Linked DNA regions of Sus scrofa: region 1 is linked to region 2. Evidence: chromatin contacts called from public promoter capture Hi-C data. All regions are on one chromosome and are shown on one strand. Each heading gives the region's core, a stretch centred on a gene start, on an enhancer-like site or on the middle of the called end of the contact. The rest is flanking DNA. Distances are from core to core; before and after follow the strand shown. Region 1 overlaps RIN3 (ras and Rab interactor 3). Region 2 holds the start of RIN3 (ras and Rab interactor 3).

Evidence for each region. Promoter capture Hi-C pulls out the DNA fragments that hold promoters and counts their contacts.
Region 1: a promoter capture Hi-C map of liver shows a contact between it and region 2, with 4 times the contacts expected there. The contact joins the enhancer-like site here to the promoter of RIN3 in region 2. A contact is called at or near these places in 1 of 5 promoter capture datasets (liver), 3 of 47 Hi-C or Micro-C datasets (blood, heart right ventricle and liver) and 2 of 2 datasets of contacts at active chromatin or transcription factors (alveolar macrophages and skeletal muscle).

Annotation. Positions count from the first base shown.
Region 1 is chr7:114,105,735-114,110,645 of Sscrofa11.1, forward strand. All of the region lies in intron 3 of RIN3 (ras and Rab interactor 3), which reads left to right. Among named protein-coding and RNA genes, the nearest start is that of RIN3, 73 kb to the left of the region's middle. Within about 2 kb of position 3,602, at least 24 of the 83 cell types and tissues checked have an H3K27ac peak or open chromatin away from gene starts, as enhancers often do. A contact at or near this core is called in alveolar macrophages, liver and skeletal muscle, where this site is marked.
Region 2 is chr7:114,032,920-114,037,638 of Sscrofa11.1, forward strand. RIN3 (ras and Rab interactor 3) reads left to right here and starts at 2,218. Exons shown (of 11, transcript XM_021099628.1): 1 at 2,218-2,700. The coding sequence starts at 2,657. LOC106507755 (a long non-coding RNA gene) reads right to left here and starts at 3,116. Exons shown (of 3, transcript XR_001303996.2): 1 at 3,030-3,116; 2 at 1,391-1,462.

The DNA of each region.
Region 1 (4,911 bases), core at 2,352-4,851, 74 kb after region 2:
ACTTGAACAAACTCCAGAGCCTTTTGTGAGCTGGGTCTCCTCATCGGTGACATATGGGTTTGGGGAGACCTGTAGAGAGGGGTCTTGACACTGGAGGCAGAGACCCCAGGGGGACACTTCTGGCGAGTGAGGACACGGGAGCTGTGTCTCAAAGGCTGAATGGAAGTGTCCTGTTTGGATGACAGGTGGTGGGACGGGCCATGCAAGGACATGGAGTTACAGGATGTTGGGGTGTGTCCAGGGCACACATGTTGGCCGGAATACAGGGTGTGCAGAAGGCAGGGACAGTCACTGACCACTGGCTGGCTGATCTCAGGGTGGCGGGCCCCCAGGTCTGGCAGCTCCATCTTTATCTAAAAGGCCGCGGGGAACACCCGTAGGAGGGTGTTAGGGATGGGGAGTGGGAGGATGCTCAGATGAGCCTTTTAAATAGAAGGCCCACACTGCTGGGGGCAGCATGGAGGCTGGAATGCAGGGGAGACCCCCCAGGGACAAACCCCAGGGGGACTTGACAACCCTTTAGGGGCCGCGTGAGGGACCTGGACCTGTGGAGGAAGGAAGAGGAACCTGTGGTTCTGGGAGGCACCTGGCATCGGGGACCTGTGACAGTGTCACCCCAGGTCCAGGGGAAGAGGGATTAGAGGGGGTGGTGACAGCAAGGGACACAGGGAGCCACCAGGCCAGGGAAAAAGAAGCCCACACATTCACCCTGGTGCCTGGAGCAGTGCTTGGCACATAGTAGGTTTTCAGCAAACATTTGATGAATGCAACATGAACAGGACCCTGGGTCCAGGCCTCTGGAGGGAGGGCAGAGCCCGGGGTAGAGATGTCGGATCTCCAAGGGTAAGATGCTCAGCCTCTGTGGCAGTCACATCCTTGGGACTCAGGAGGCCCATTTGCACCTCTGTGCTTCGAGAGACGTCTCCTCTTCTTACTGGGCAGCAAAAGTGCCACCTGGTAGCTAAAGGGGGATTTGAATTAGATGACGGCCTGGAGAAACCTAAGACGCTGTGACACTAATTGCCCAAGAGCTTTGAGCCCTGACCCCCAGCAGGTCACCGGAACCTCCCTGTACCCACGGAGATGACTCTTGTGGCAGCAGCAGTGGTGTCCCTTTTCTACCGGGCATTGAAGTGATTCAGGAGCGCATCTGGCCCTATGCCCACAGGGGTTCTATAAATAATACCCTTTCTTCCACTCCTGCCCTCAGAAGCAGTGAGGAAATAAAGGATCAGGACATCAGCTTTCTCATAAAAATTAAAAATTTTACTTTTTAGGACTGCACTGGAGGCATATGGAAGTTCCCAGGCTCTGGGTCAAATCTGAGCTGCAGCTGCCGGCCTGTGCCACAGCCACAGCCACACAGGGTCCGAGCCGCATCTTCGACCTACTTCACAGCTCAGAGCAACGCCGGATCCTTAACCCACTGAGCGAGGCCAGGGATCAAGCCTGCGCTCTCATGGATACTAGTTGGGTTCATTACTGCTAAGCTACAACAGGAACCCCTAAAAAAGTTTTAAATTAAAAATAAAAAAGAATTCCCACTGTGGCACAGTGGGTTAAAAATCTGACTGCAGTGGCTCCAGTCACTGCAGAGGCACAGGTTTGATAGCCAGCCTGGTGCTAAAGGATCTGGCGTTGCTGCAGCTGGCCGCGGTGTACGTCACAGCTACAGCTCAGATTCAGTCCTTGGCCCAGGAACTTTCATATGCCATGGGTGAGCCCATTTAAAAAAAAAAAAAAAAAAAAGAACATCAGCTTTCCCCCGATAGACTGATCTGGGGGATGCAGTCTGACTTACAGCTGAAATCAAGAGCCTTGTTACCAGCCCCTCCTTGCACTTGCTCCCTGGAACGGCAGGCTCCCCGTGGCAAGGGCCAAGCCTGCCCCAAGATGCTTACAACAGGGCCAGGGAGAAGAAAGCTGAGTCCTGAGGCCAGCTGGCTGGCTGTCCACCAGCAGGTGTTTCAGTAGCATCTCAAAGCAAGTGAAATGTCCATTGACTTGAGACCCATCCCTTGTTCTTGGTTCCACACCCAGGAAGTGGCTCTTGGTGTCTCTGTACTGCTGGTGAAGAGGCTGTAATGTGATTCTTATGAGGCTGAGCTCAAGGACCCTGAGTCCGGGTGACACTCCTGCTTGCATTCGTTCCATCCCAGCATTGAAGTCAGGCGCCGGCTATGTGCTAAGTGGCTCTAGGGGCTGGCATTCGCAGGGCTCCAGGGCTCCCACCGGTTGTCCCAGGAGCTCATGCTGGTTCTCTCTCTGGTTTCGGAAGCTCAGTGCTCTTGACATTGGAATCTTGGGCATCCTTGGCTGCAGAGCACTGTCCCGTGTGCTCTGGGATGTTTAGCAGTATCCCGGGCCTCTGCCTCCTAGATGCCAGTGGTACCACTCCCGTCCCCTCCTAACAAGCTAAGATGTCCACTCACGGCCAGATGTGCCCTGGGGCACAGACCAGCTCCTGACTGGGAACACTGCGTAAGGCTGTGCCATCAGCCTCAGCAACCAGGAACCACATGAGGCTGCTAAACACTGTGGATGTCGTGAGTCTGAATTGAGATGAGCTGTGCTAAGGACATACCAGATTTTGAACACATCATATAAAAAAAAAGACGGTGAGATGTCTCAGGAATTTTTTGTATTTACAGTTTGTTGAAATGATGCGATTTTGGATGTGTTGGGTGAAATAGGATCTGTGAGAATGATTAATTTGCATTTGTTTCTATTTCCTCTTTCTAACGTGACTGTGAGAAAATGTGCAATTGCACATATGCCTTGCATTATATTTCTACGGGACAACAAGGTCTAGAGAGCCAAGGGCCCAGCGTGCTGGGTAAGAGCTCGGGCTGCAGAGTCAGGGTCCCCTACGGTCACATCCTGGTACCACTTCCCAGCTCTGTGACCTTCGGCCAGCTGCCTAAGCTCCCTGGGTCTCAGAGCTCTCATAAGCGGCAGTCACAGACAGACCAAAGTTCCCAAACTCTCGAGGGTGGGGACAAACTTTGTAAGCTCCTGAAGTTGAAGCTGGGTTGTCTTCTGGGCCAGGTAGTTTCTTGATGGCTTGCCCCCTGGCACCTGGGGCCGTTGTCACCATCAGGGTGGTACCTGGGCCACCTCCCTTTCCTCCTGTCCCTTCTGCTCCCAGAGAGAGCCGTGGTTTTCAGGATGGGTCCATTATGTCAAAAAGAAGCCTGCCTGCCCCACAATCTGAGCAGAGGAGCTGGCGGCTTGCTCTCCCCGACGGACGTGGACGTCGAGGCTTGTTCCCTGTGGGTCGTTCAAGCCGCGGGGGGCGGGCTCAGCATCTCTCCCCCACCCCCGCCCGTTCCTTCTCCACAGACACCTCCCCCATGTGCTTACCCTTTATTTAGTCTTCCCTGACACTTGGCACTTCGCACATCTGTCCGATGTCTCCCCCTCTGTTTTGGCATCTGAACCTATAAATAGTCCCCGTCTGCGTGGTGACAGCTCGTTCTGGATTCCTTTTCCCAGACTGGATGCCTCATCTGCACGGTTGCTAAATAAGGAAGAGCACCGTCCAAGAAAAGGAAGCTTTTGTTACAGCTCGAACGATGTCGTGGCAGTTCTGCAGATGTGGCTGCTGACGCGGGTGCAGGGAGAATGCTCTCAGTAGTAGCCAACCTCGTCCAGCACATGGCCTGATCCAGGCAAGGCCCTGGGCCCGGGACAGAAGGAAGGCCGGTGCCCTGCTTTCTGGGGCTTCATTCTGGCCAGAGTCAGGCCTGGGTGTCATGGTCATGTCCTGATGTGGCATTGTCACGCTCTAAGGGAGAGTGTATGCGCAGGAAAGACCAGAGGGAGGCGAGCATAGCCCTGCTGCCCAGGAAGCCCTCTCCCAGGGCAGCAGGGGCCTGCCTGGGGACCGAGGAGGCCACGTGTGGCACATGGAGTGCATTCTGGTCTGAAGCCCTCCCTCCACTCCACGCCACTTCTGCTAAACACAAGGTCTCTGATGTGCAGGCTCCCGGCCTGGAGGCACCTGGTCAGAACCTCAGGCCAGTTACTTAAACCCTCTGAGCTTCAGTTTCCTTGCCTCTAAAATGAGGATAATGGCCTTGTCATGATAATTAGAATACAGAGGTTAGGAGTTCCCGCTGTGTCTCTGGAGCACTGGGACCAGGTCAGATCTCTGGCCCCACAGAGTGCATTAAGCTGTGACTCAGATCTGGTCCAGGGCCCAGGAACTCCATACGCCGTGGGGCAGCCAAGAAAGGAAGGAAGGATGGAAGGAAAGGAGGGAGGAAGGAAGGAAGGAAGGCCGGCAGGCAGGCGGGGAGAGGCTAGCACGCAGCAGGCACTCAGTGGAGAGTGGATGATATGCACTAGATGAAACTGTTGTCTTTTTAAAACTCTGCAGATGATAGTGATAGCCCTCTATTACTGATCAGGAGGCTCAAATCTGGACAAGCCCACACTGCAAAGTTGGGAGAAGGAGGCAGAACGTCAGCAGTGCAGGCTCAGGATCTAAATTCCGGAGAGCATCAGAATCAAACTCTAGACACCACCCAGGCTAACCCTCTTTCCCAGGACAGCGAAGCACCTTGTTTGGACCTCAGTTTCCCCGTCTATGCAAGGAGGGAGGTTGGGCCAGAGCTGTCTCCAAGAGCCCTTCTCTTCTGGCTTTCTAGTGGTTCCCCACTAGAGATGCATGGGTCTAGTCTGAGCAAACCCGGAGTGTGGTAGAGAACTCAATAAAAAGATGTTGCTGTACTTTTTTCATCCTGAAATTCCTAAGACAGAATCAAGAGGTGATTGTTCCTTATGCCAAGCACAGCCAGCAAAGATGGCCTTGACTCACACCCAGGGCTGCCATGGACAGTTGTGCTGCTTGTGCACTGACCAAAAGTGCCTGGTAGGATTAAATCCAGCTGGTGTTCTGCTTGTCAC
Region 2 (4,719 bases), core at 968-3,467:
GGCCTCACCCACAGCACACAGAGGTTCCCAGGCTAGAAGTCAAATCAGAGTTATAGCCACCGGCCTACACCACAGCCACAGCAACATCAGATCCAAGCCTCCTCTGCGACCTACACTACAGCTCACGGCAATGCCCGATCCTTAACCCACTGAGTGAGGCCAGGGATCGAACCTGTGGCCTCATGGATGCTAGTCAGATTCGTTTCCGCTGAACCACGACAGGAACTCCATTGTGTTTGAGTTTTTTAAGAAGGACTATATTGGTTCTTGTACCTGAGATGTCTCACGGTGCATCTGGCTTTAAGTCTATCAGGATCTAGGCCTCGAAGATGTCACTAGGGCATGGTCTTTCTGCATTGCTTTCCTCCATCTTGCCTGTCTTCTTGAGCACCACTTCACCTCATGGTGGTCCAGGTGTCTCTTGGGCTGCCCCAAGTCTATACTCTCCCAGACTAAGGCCAGCTTGGGGGGAGGGGAAGACGGCTGGCATTCCCTGACAGTGCCAACAAAAAGTCCCAGGGAGGGATCTTATTGGCCCAGCTTTGGTCATGTGTTCATCCATAAGCCAATCACTGGGCCCAGTAAGTGTAGGGCTCTGATTGGCCAGACTAGAATCATGTGTTCCCTCTAAAATGGCGGTAGAATCTTGTTATCTTCATCTGAACCCAATTGAGGAGAGGTGACTCCTTAAATGGAAACCAGGTTCCAGGGTGCTGTTAACCAAAAAAGGTGAGGGTAGAGGAAAGAGCTTGCCGGCCCAAAGAGCAGTAGATTTCACTTCCCAGTAGGAGCCCTGAGATCCATTCCCAGGAGAGAAGTGTGCAAAGGGGACCCAGGAAGGGGTCTGAGGGCAACCTTGGCAGAGGCCAGAACTACAAGGGGCTGCTCAGATTTCTGGAATCTTGGCGCCTCCCCTTTGGTCAGTTGCCAGCAACAGGGTCAAAGTGGGACCTCGTCAGGTGGCCACCGGAGGAATCCTAACTTCACAGAGCAGGTAAGCAGCGGGCCTTGCAGAGGCCTCTGTGGGGATGAGACAAGACCCTTGGGGCTGATTCCATGGAACCGAGGCTTTAGAGGGGCTTGTCTTGAGTCTCTCAGAGGTGGCCCAGGGAGCTGAAGGAAATTTTTATTTGGGGAGGGGGTACATGGAAAAGTAGGGTTAATCACAGTCTAGATCAGTATAAAGGGGTCTGAAAGACTACTCTACGTGTGAGTGTTGGCTAGAACTCATCCCTGGGGCCCAGGGAGCCCCAGGAGCGGCCTAGAGGCTTGTTTTAGCAACAGCAAAGGACTAATCATGTCATTCTGGTGTGCCACCCCATTTACTCCCACCTTTAGAGATGAGCAAGCAGAGGGATGGAGGGTAACGCGGCCTCCAGATGCTTTTTACCTGGGCGTCAGTCCAGTCTGCACCTCATCTTGCTGCAAGCCACCTCCTTGCTTTAAGTCTCAGTTTCCTTATCTATGAAATAAAGTTAGATAGGTGGGTTTCAACTGGGAGGATTCTGGTGCCCAGGGATACTTGGCAATGTCTGGAGACATTTTCAGTTGTTACAAGGAGGGGGTGATGCTACTGGCAGAGGGGGCAGAGGCCATGGATGCAGCTGAACATCCTACAATGCACAAGACAGCTCCGACAACAAAGCATTATCCGGTCCCATATATCAACAGTGCCAAGGCTGAGAAACCCTGCAGTAGACAGAGGTCACCCTGCAGGGGTGCAGTCCTGACTAGTCACTGTGAAATGCTCTGAGGGCAGTCCTAGCTCAGGGAGGCATTTTGGAGTACCCAGGCATTTAGAAGAGTGGTCTTCTGGTCCCGCCAGGGTTGCTGTAGGTGGTGTATTTGTGTAAACTGACTGGCTTTCTCCCTCTGCTCCCATCTAAGTATGGTACCTAGGACAGGTGAATTAGATGCCTGGTGTGGCGGATGAACTGCCTTATGAGGTAGTGAGTTCATCGTCAGCGGAGGCATCCAAGAGGAGGCAGCATGGCCACCTGTCACAGATGTGGAGGAGGCTCTGGGACTGGCCTTGAGCGATTTTGAGGCTCCTTCAGACAGGAGGTAGGGCGGGAGAGTGCCCTGGGAAGAGCCCTTGGCCTCCCCACCTGCCCCACGTTCGTTCCCCCGCCTGCCGGAGGAGCAGAAGCGGGAGCGCCTTCCTTCCCACGCGACTCTGCGCCAAGTTGAAAACTTTTCTCTAAGTTTTTCTCCCGGGTCTCCGGAGCCGCCGGAGCGGCGGAGGCAGCACCCCGCGGCTGGACGCCGGCACCCAGCGCCTCGGTCCGACGCCGCCGGGTCTCGGGGTCGCGGCCGCCGGGCTTCCGTATGCCCCAGGGGGGCTCGGGGCCGCGAGCCGCCGCCGAGAGGCTTTTGACAAAAAAAAAAAAAAAAAAACTTGACCACCAAGGCCAGCCTCTTCCTGAAAGCCCCGCTCGCTCCGATACAGGAAGTAGAGGGAGCGAGCGCCCCAGAGCGCGGCGGCGGCGGCGGCGGCGGCGGCGGCGGCTTCCCGACTGGGCGCGGGGCTGGCGGCGGTGCCTGCCCGGGCCCTTCCCGAGGGCAGCGCCAGGGACATGCGGGCGCCCGGGGCCCCGCAACCCGCACCGCCCGGAGCCTGAGCCCCTGCGTTCATCGTCCCGGAGCTGCCGGCGGCATGATCCGACGGGCCGGGGCGCCCGCGCGAGCGGACCCCGCGGGGTAAGTCCGGGGCCGACGCCCCCTCCTCCCTCCGGGTCCCCGGGCCCCGGTCGGCCCGCGTCCCTCTCGCCCCACTACTCCTCCCCGCCCCCGAGGGTGCTCGAACTCCCAGAGGAGCCCCAGCCGCGGGACCTCGGGGTGTCAGGCTGAGACAGAGCCCCTGGCCACGGCCAAGGCCGGACCCGGGTTCTGCGCCGAAGGGGGCGGCCCTGGTGCCTCTGCAGGACCTGGAGACTTGGCTAAACTTTTAAGCCCAGACATCGCTCGCCGGAAAACCAGCCGGCACGTTAGGCGACCGGCCGGGCGGGTGTCAGAGGGGTGTCTCGAACCTGTCAGAGCCGGAGCGGAGGAACTGTGTGAACGCGGCCCCTTCCCCGGCCTCTAGTCCCGCTGGAAGGTTAACTGCAATCCCTTGCGGTCCGAGCCCCGCCAGCCTCCCGCTTCCGCCGCTCCGCCCGTGCCCCGCGCGCTTCCCTGGGTGCTGGCACTCGGCCGGGCATGGGGCTGGGGACCTGGGTCCCCGTAAGTTGGGACGCGCGCGGCCTAATAGCTGGCCGGCCCGCCTAGACCGAAGACCCACCGGGACCCCCTCCCCCACCCCTTTAGCGGGTGTAGGGACGGTGACCTTCGGACCGGCCTTTGCGAAGCCTGGGGCACGGGGAGGGTCCAGGGCGCACGAGCTGCGCGTGGCCTTCGGGATCCCCCGGGGAGAAGGTGCAGCTTGGAATGCGTGAAGCGGGACCGGCTTGGGAACTGGCTTTCGAGAGGGGTCGCTTGTTTCTTGTCCCCCACCCGCCACCTCGCAACCTCGAACTTTCGCACGGCGCTCAGGGCTGCGTTCCGAGGAGTAGGTTCCCTTGCCCCGCCCAGCCCAGCCGGCGTCCCGGGGAGCTTCAGAGGGTTGAGGAGGCTCCAGTGGAGCCAGATTCCTGGGAAAGCCTCTTAGACCTTTTCTGGGGGCCAAGGCTGATGGGCGCCCCTCGGGGGAACTCGCTCCCGGCTTTGGGGTTTAAAAGTCTCTGACTCCTTCAGCGATGGACACCCAGCTGCTGCCTGGCCTTCTCTGCGATCGCAGCTTCCAGGGCCTCAGTTCTCCCGCTGCTTAAAACAGAGGGCTGGGCTGTTCTTGAGCAGTTCCGAACTGGGGGGCAGCCTGGCCCCCACGCAAGTGGGAGGGGTGTCTCCGAGGGGCCTGTAAGCAACTGCCTCCGAATGTCTTCCTCCTCCCCTCTCCCCCATTTCCGCGCCAGCCGGGAAGTTCCGCCTGGAGGCTTTCCCTTGGAAATGGAAAGACAAATGCCACTGGGCTGGAGGAACTGGAAATTCTGTTGGGGAGGGGACCCCCCAGGGGCAAGTATCGACCACACCCAGTATTGATGGGAGGAGCTAGGAGTTTCCCAGGGAGGAAGGGGAGGTGAGGGGCCAGGGTCCTGAGCTCTCTGACTTCCCGTATTTTCCCCAGAAGGACCTTTCCTTACCTGCTTCCTCTTGCCTTTCTCTGTTCATGACTGGGTCACTTGCTTAAGCCTCTGCCCCTCATTACTTATCTATAAAATGAAAGTAATAGTAACTACCCTTTAAAGTTATTGTGAGAATTAAATGAGATAATGCATTAAAAGTTTTGCACATGGGCCTGTAGGGCAAGTTTGTACTAGTCATAATTCCTGCTGATTATCATGTATTGAGTGTAACCCCTCTGTTTGCCAACTGTTTAACCTTGGACAAGAGACCTGGCCTTGGCCTCACCTGTAAACTGGGCATAATAATAACACCTGCTTTGTAAGGTGTTATAAGGATTGGATGAATTAATATTTAAGTGGCTGCCCATAGGCAGCTAAAGTTTAACCCACCAGCTCAGATCTGCTTAGAACATCGCCTGGCACATCCCAAGTATTACGTAAATATTAGTTTGTTCCTAAAAATGCTGCTTTATTTAAAAGGACCTTTGGAGTTGGAAGAATTACTAGATAGCATCTTATTTAATCTCACACCCCGCACAGGAATCCCTTTGACAACATT